Regions from separate parts of the Rattus norvegicus genome. Here region 2 is linked to region 1. A link is a contact called in public Hi-C data. All regions are on one chromosome and are shown on one strand. The core of a region is the stretch at or near the end of the contact, and the rest is flanking DNA. Distances in the headings are between cores, read along the strand shown. Region 1 has its middle 180 kb from the start of Rnd3. Region 2 has its middle 20 kb from the start of Rnd3.

The links. Hi-C and Micro-C count contacts between places; a contact is called where the count stands out from the background.
Region 2: a Hi-C map of Schwann cells shows a contact between it and region 1, with 2.6 times the contacts expected there. The contact joins two enhancer-like sites. A contact is called at or near these places in 3 of 12 Hi-C or Micro-C datasets (Schwann cells, kidney and liver).

The regions. Positions count from the first base shown.
Region 1 is chr3:55,818,401-55,822,582 of GRCr8, reverse strand. No RefSeq gene overlaps it. Among named protein-coding and RNA genes, the nearest start is that of Rnd3, 180 kb to the left of the region's middle. Within about 2 kb of position 2,417, at least 7 of the 93 cell types and tissues checked have an H3K27ac peak or open chromatin away from gene starts, as enhancers often do. A contact at or near this core is called in Schwann cells and liver, where this site is marked.
Region 2 is chr3:55,976,748-55,980,929 of GRCr8, reverse strand. No RefSeq gene overlaps it. Among named protein-coding and RNA genes, the nearest start is that of Rnd3, 20 kb to the left of the region's middle. Within about 2 kb of position 2,214, at least 16 of the 93 cell types and tissues checked have an H3K27ac peak or open chromatin away from gene starts, as enhancers often do. A contact at or near this core is called in Schwann cells and liver, where this site is marked.

The sequences.
Region 1 (4,182 bases), core at 1,168-3,667:
ATGGTTTACTATCAGAATCACTCACTGATAAAATATAAAATACATAAAACAGGGTGTGAATTAAATATTTTAAAGATATTTTTAGCCACATACTTTATTGGATATAAAAGTGAGTTTCTAAGAAAAAGCCTTAGTAACCAGACCATGGCCACACAGGTTCTTAATTTAAAAAAAAATCAGACACATGCATAATCCTGACAATTACATAATTAAAACTCTTCAACTCACTCAAGTAACATTAGCCTAAGGAAAAACTCCAAAAGCTTGATTTTTCTTAAAAAAATTTTAGTTTAAATAATTTTCTTCATTAAAAATACTCTCAAATGAGCTGAATGTTTTATTTTAATACTAAATTATGATTAACAAATAAATTATATCAAGATTCAATTAAATGTAGGCTTTTAAAAGTCAAATTGGAAATATGGTTCTTCATTTTTCCTGTGGAAATTGAATAATTTAATTTTAAGTTCGATAATGACTTTAGAATTAACTGATTAATGTTCATAGAAAAGTTCTATAATGCAATTTCATGTTTAGTGTAACTAGAATCTATTTTTAAGTATATTGAAAAATCAACCAGTACTTTCTTTTTATGTGCACTGTCAATTATATCTAATGAAAGATAAATTTGAATAGCATTCTTGAAACTATAGAACCCTTCTTTATGTCTATTTCCACTTTTAGGGAAGAAATCTATTATTATATATCAAGAGTTTTGCCTATAGTAGTAAGAGACAATTAAACTTAAAAAGACCTAGAAAGCGGGAAAGATACTCAGGGAACTCAGTCAACCATTGGAGTCAAGACTTCCGAGAAAAAGAAATTTGGGATGGTAGAGGCAGCACCTGAAGGAGGCTTATGTGAGAGCGGTCCTCTTGCACCTGGAGAAGTGATCAGAAATTGAGAACAGAGGCACAACTTTCTAGTTCATAACACTGTGCTCGTGAGAGAAAAAAATCATGTTCAGACTAAGCACTGAAAGGTTCAAAGGTCGCCCTGATGGGCTAAACTGTAAGCCAGTGTGGTTCCTAGCTTGCAACAGTTGTTACTGATCCCAGGGAATTTGGTATTATCTGACCACACAATCAGCTGACTCATGTTTTTTTTTAAATGACGATTTATTGACCCATTCCTGGCTCCTTCATTCATTTACTTATTGCCTATGTCAACTTTCACACTACTAAAGTTGAGCACGTATAGCAGATACCAAAGGGCCTTCAAAGTCAATAAAACCTATTGCTCACTAGTCAACACTTACACAGACATCATTAGAACATCAATAGACCAGGAGGATCAAGGTAAACTATTGGAGCATCAGCTGCACAGTTCTAAATAACCATCAACATCAGGAATGGGTAAAATAGAAACTAAGGATTTTATCAGAGATAATTTAAGATATGGATATATTTGAGTGGGTATCAGAGAAAGCTTAAATAAAAAGGGACCTCTAGAGAACAGAAATAAAACTAGGAGAAAGAGCACACTACTTAACAGAAATAATGGAAGTCAAAGGGCAATGGAATGACAAAATCAGAATCAGAAGTCAGGCAGCTTCCTGCTTAGAATTCTATTACCATCAAAATTTGGAAAAGAAACATTTTTGTTCTGAAGATATTTTCCTATAAATGTAACATTGGATGGAAATTTTTGCCCCTAAAAATGCAACTAAGAACCCTTACCAAAATTCATGCCGATAAATGAGGTGTTATTCATAGACACAAGTGATTGCATCTTTGTGGCCTCCTTTAATTAAAAAAAATTATAAAAAAATACTTTAAGTGTGTAAAGAGACATAATAAGCTAATAACAGCAAAAGAAACCAAGAGTTGAGTTCCAGAGGACGGGTTAAAAAGCATAGAGAAACCAATGAATTTGAACACATACAAACACAAAGAGGACCCAAACTCAGGTGGGATTAATTACAAATCCACGTGAGTAAGTAAATAGAATTAAATAACGTTGTTTTGGTAAATAGCAAAGATTTGATAATTTACCCAGCATTTCCTTCATGCTAGTGATGTGCTTATGTAAACAAGCCCAGACCATTTGCACACTGGCAACTAATGAACTTATCACGCAGCTTCTATTTTGAAATAATTACTATATTAGGTTGGCCACATGGTGAGGTGATTGATTCCTGGCAATCAGCCATTCATATGACTGAAACCGAATGAACAAATTACCACTATCAAGGTGTCACGGCTATCACCAACTAAAGCAGGGATTTGAGATGAAAGACACGAAAGACTCAGGGCTTCGGTGTTACAAAGCAGAAATCAACCAGCATAAAATAAATAAAGTAAGAATAAGAAGCTGTGTGAGTTGTTTTCTTGGGGCAGAGTTTAATCATCTCTCTGCTGGCCTGAGTGTTTGCTGGCATGTGTTTGGCAGGGTTGCATTTGTGGATATTAAACAATGGCTCCTTTTACAGGACTCTTTGAGTCTCTGGGAAACCGTTGGCCACCCTTCCACTTGAGACTAAACTTCTGTTTTGGATAGAAATCCACACACATGTATCTTTTTATTTTTCTCCTTTTATGTGTCTGAGTGTGTCACGCTGTCAGTCTTGTGACTTTGCCAAATCCCTCATTCTTCAGCTATATATTTCAAGCAAATGACCATTTAACGTGGGCATTTCACCAAAGGACTAGGAACTTTGGGCCATTGGGTCAGTTGACTAGAAAGTTAATTATGAATCTTACGACATTGCCCAAAATGGATCTTTGTGAAGCTGCTGATAAGTGGCCTCTTTGAAAAATGGTTCTTACTTAATTAAAAACAAATCTCTATTTTTCATGTGCATGCATACATAAAGAAATCATTTAATTATATATTCAGCCTTATCAAAATACCACACATGCATACCAGTGATAATTCTAGGTACTGTGTTAAAGATTCCTTGTTAAAACAAGCGGTCCATTATAAAATATCCCGAGATAGTTTTCTTTAGCCAAGCAGATCATGTGGTCAGGAACTCACCCAATCCTGTTTTGCTTATAATGAACACCAAAATTTCCTTAATTACTCACTTAAAATTTCAGAGTAAAAATAGGCCATTAAAATGTTTTCTATATATTACTTTGATAAATTCCAATATTCTAGCAAGAACCTCTGGTTGAGCATAAGTTGTCAGGTAAATGATTGATTGGAGAAGCATTTCTAAACACCAGAACCTTAAAAGTTCTTGGGTTTCCTTGGTCCATAAGATGTCTTCAAAATCTGTACATCCTACAACATATGTCCTTATTTGTCCTCAGAAAAATAAGTCTAAAGGATGTCTTAACATGTAACAAGGCAGAGTTCAGTGCCTATATACTGTCATGTCCCAGACAGAAAATGTCAAAGGATGTCATTGTATTATCTTGATTCTGGGATTTGTTTCATGCACAAATACACTCAACTGTGTGTTTATAGTTACCTTATGGTCAGAGACAGCTAAGAAACTCCATTCTCTCTTCTTATAAAATAGCTCCACTGAGAAGACATTGCCAAATTTACTCTACACAAGACAGGGCCCCTGTTCCAGGAAGAAGGTAGATGGAGTCTATTGAATAAAAGATCGTATCAAAATCTGCAACTATCCCTAGTGAAATTCTTGCAAAATTTGTGTTTCCAGTGTATATGGCTTCCGATTCATGTACCACAGCCATCAAAAAGTACATGGCTCTGAAAGCAATCATATCATGGATTAAGTCTTTTTCTAAGTAAATGGAATTTAGCCTTTGGGGAATAATGTAGTTCTTGTTAAGTATTCCACTGAATGAGCTCAATTTTCTCCTTTGGCTTGGGAATGTTATCTCTGAGAATGCAGAGAAGAGAGGGTTTTCCCCTTTCATTCGCTATAGCATCTCACACAGTACCTTAGGAGTGAGGTGCAGAGCACGTGTTCCTGAGAGCATGTCCTCCACTTCCAAAGGTCAGAGAGAAGCCTGAAAAGCTGCTTGAGTTGCTTTCCTCCAGTGAAGTGGGAGCCTGCATAGTGAGATGATTTCATGTTCTAGATGGCAATCGCTTTGCAGAAGTTACACACCTCATCCCCAGTGGAGCACGATGACAACCTCCTTTCTGGGGTTTCATTCACAGTTGATGGGACCATTGTCTTACATTGTTGTGCCTGTTCAAAAAGCATGAGTGAAACCCAAAAGACCACCGAGGAGCTGATTCTGATGCAATTTGCACTAG
Region 2 (4,182 bases), core at 965-3,464, 160 kb before region 1:
CCAGGTTTGAAAACATGATCATCGTGAGAGTACTAATCAGCCTTGAACATGGTTTACAGCTTTCTCCTTCCGAGCAGTTCTTTTCAGAGAAGAAATCAGTTTTGATCTTTTATAGTCCGTGCTTGTTGAAAACAAGCTTTTTCTTTCCCCCAATGATGACGCTTCATTTTTGAAGTGTTGAAGCTGTGTCCCCATTAAACTGGGGCAGAAGGGGAGATTAAGGTAGTTCCGACACCCAGTTCTGTGTCTTCACAAGCATTTTGTTTTGTCTCTGCAAGAAAATGCCATTTCAGTCATTTCCCATGAAACTCAGACATTACCAACAAATATGCTCTGACTGGTACAGCGTCATGCTTTGGGCAGTATTACAAAATCGCTGGCAAGTGCTTTCTGTATTTAAATATTGTAAAAAGAAAATAAGTTATAACGGTTATAAAGCAGAACTTTTTTTGCTTTTTTTTTTTAATGTTGAAGTCACTTTGTATGTTTGTTTGGTCAGTGTTTTCCACAGTATTTATTAAAACTTATGGGTTTTTTTTTTTTTTGCTTCAAATAAAAAAGTAACCATGTCTGTCTCCCTGTGATGTTTTCTGCTTCTTGGCCTAACTGTTCAGCTACCATGTGTCATAAGGATGATTATAGAGTGGGAACTAAGATTTATTGAATTAGCATTCAGAATTTCATTCTTGGCAAAAGTCTCTTTGGAAAAGATGAACCCATGTATAGAAGATGTTTACATAATAGCTTTTTTAAAAAAAATCAAGAAAATGGGGCATACTTGAGTGATCTGGACATATACAAAAGAAGCCATGATACTGGGTAGGATTGATTTGTAGAAAGTGCCAGAATTCCTTGGGAGTCTTGTGGAAAAGAAGGAAAGAGACCCAGATTTCCAGTACCTGGAAATCTAATGTGATCTTAGTTTCTACTGTGTCTCCTGGGAACCCAGATATCCCCTTGTAAAGTGTCTTCTTGTTCACAGAAGCATGGATAGCTCAGGATACAGCTATTGCAACTTAATGGAGGCACAACAAAACTAGTCCCATCTATGGTAGGAATGTTCAACACAGAAAGTTGTCAAGTACCCACGAAGTAGCCTAGGGGAGAGGCATATAGGTCCCAATCAGGCCGTAAGACCCTGTCTTTAGCTAAGATGTCTATTTCACATAAATATCTAAAAATGTGCGGTGAAACTTCAAAACTATGATTTGACACAAGCAAGATATTTCCTATAAAAACTGCATCCTGTAGCTTTTGAAGAAAAATGGTTTTAGAAATCTTTGTGGCTTTGTTATTTATTTAGAAAGAATTCTCAGAACAAAGCAGAGAAAACCAGAGGCTCCTACATAGAATCTTAAGAGCATGGGTATTATGGGACAGCCAGATGAAATACTTCAGAGCTCAGACATTTACTGGCACTGGATAGCTTCTAGGTCAAGCTTGTAAGAAACTTGTTTCTCAACAATCTACTACAAAATAAAGTAAATAAGATGTTCAGGTTCTGCTGACCTTGGCTGCTTTGGCTTGGCAGTGGTGTTCTTTCTGGTCAATTCTCAGCAGCTTTAATTTGTTGAAGCCAAAAAAGAAAAGAGTCTGTCTTCAGCACTGGCCACCTTGGTCCACCTTTGCCCTGAATTTTTGCCCTGGCTCTACAACCAGACTACTGTGTGAGCAGTCCTTGTAATTTAGTAGTGATTAAGAACTTTTTAAATGCAAAAAGGTTGTCTTAAAACTCTTGAGTAAGACTCTGTGTCTTTCTTGCTTCTGTTAATCTTTTTCAGCAACAGTTGCTTTGAAGATTCTAGTCTCACAGAGAGCATAGCTTGAGTGGAAACTGAAAACTAGACCAAGGGATTTGATTTTTTTTTTTTTAGTAAAAGAAAGTTTTAGACCGACCTCCTCGGAGAATTGAAACTCTCCAGGTGGCTTACCCTTTGAGTAGGATTGTTTTGACCTCAGCATTCTGGTTTAAACCCTGCAGTTCTTCCTTCAGTCCTGTTCCCATCCATTCACCAGATGTTTATTGGGTCCCTTCTAATAGGCTCAGCGCTTTGCCTAACTGAGCATCTAACTGTGATTGAGATGCAAGGTCTGCTTCACAGTCACGCAGGATTCATAATGGGATTGCAGTCATGGTGGACAGTCAGTGGACTGTAGTCAGCCCATCAAGGAGTGCTGAGCCACACTGGCATGAACTGACTCATGCATTCTGGGTTGGTAGTAAACAAATGTTTCTGTGGGGAGTCAGTGCTCCTGCTAAAGGACTTTGACAGTGCTGTAATTCAGTGTGCAGGAATGCACACTCTTGGTGTGTGTTAATGACTGGAGTCCATTTAAAGATGACAGGAGAACAATGATCTATTGTCACTGTCTTATTCGTACTGTACAAAATATTTAGGAGCTTGCTAGAAGTTCAGTAAGAGACAATCCTCCTTTGCAATCAAGCTTGAACTCACCCCACAGAGAAATCTGGTATGAAGTGTGCTGGCTTTGTTGGACCTGGGAACTTTCTCTACTAGTTACAATGTAATACTGTTACATTGATAAATTCTAAAACAAAACAAAAATTGGCATAAATTCACACAATTCTTTTGTAAAATTGAAATTATTTCTAATGTGATATAAATTAATTATAAACATTCATTTGAAAGTAGAGACTTTATTATTTAATGCTGAAATGTGTATTTTTTGCTGGTCTAAAAGATGGTAATTTTAGGCAAGGGTTCACTAAAAGTTTTAATCCCTTCTCATCTCTATGCCTCATTCTGAGAAACAGAATTGAAACAGAATTGAAGGAACCACACACACACACACACACACACACACACACACACACACACACACACACAACTTTGTAGGCCTTTTAAAGCCCATGTATCTTTGGGATGTTACTTTGGATTTCATTTTGAGGGACTCTTTTGTGCTTCTTTTTTGTAATCATGGAGTACTAGCAAGTCACTTCTAGTTAGAACATAAATGAAAAAACAGACTGTCCCCAGCCCCAGTAAGAGTAGAAACTGGGTCCATCTATGACCCAGTATCACTACCGTAGACTGAGAAGGGGTTGAACAGGTTCACACCAGTCTTTCATCCTTGGTCACACATGTGTGGTAAGTAGTACCTAGTTCCCTGTTTTGGCTATGGTAGCATGTCATCTACAGCAGAACTCAGGCAAACAGTGTAGACACAGCATGATCTGGTCACCAACAACGATCTGTGAGCATGGTGTGGTGTTGGGGCATGAAAGAAGGGGAGCACCACAGCTATTGTGTTGTTGTGTGAGCCACAGGGTGGGGATGCATGCCCCCTGTCCCCACCATCTCTTCAGGTTCCCCAAACCTTCCTCTGATACATACTACTTGTTGACACCTGTCATTCTCCTGGCCTATGGCCTCTCTTCTTTTTCCTCTCTTTTCCCTGATTCATGAGTGGTGGAAAGGAGCCCCATCTATGGCTGACACCCAGTGCTTCTGGAACTGTACAAGAACCTAGCGGTTCTTTGGCAATAGTTCTAGAATTCAACCCAAACTGATGCTGTGGATACCGGCATTGAAATTAAAAAAAAAAAAAGAAGGAAGAGAAAAATACTTGACATTAACTTCTAGGAATCTTCTGCTGTGCCTGATTGTGGGTAAGATGGATGGTGTTAGGAGTAATCAGTCACATTAGCCTCGTTATGTTGATTGCATGTTACTTATTTTGAGGAATCCAGCTAGAGGAGCAACCTTTCTTGTTCACTTTTATTTTCCCAAGGATGTGTTCCCAATAAATTTCTATTTAAAACATTGAGGAGTAGCCGAGAGTGAGCTATACCCCTACATGCAGTCTGACACAGTCTCAGAGGATAGGGAAGGAAAGAGAAAACTGGAGTGAGCTCAAACAAGATAATGGCTCTCCCGTTATCTCTTGCCCCAAACTGACAGTGATCAGGGCAATTTAAGTAATTGCCATCAGAAGATGGAGATGCTACATCCTACGCTACCATCACAATTGTGTGGCAAGGGTTTTCTCCTCTTAAGATACTCGTGTATTTCCTGACTAACGTACATTTCTTTCATTGTTCTTGCCTCTCTAATATGCAACTTGCTCAGTCCTCATCACTATCCACTTGCTGTCCAAGAGTGAATGTATAATCATAATTAATTCGCCTGACCTCACACATAGTCCTTTGACACAGTCAAT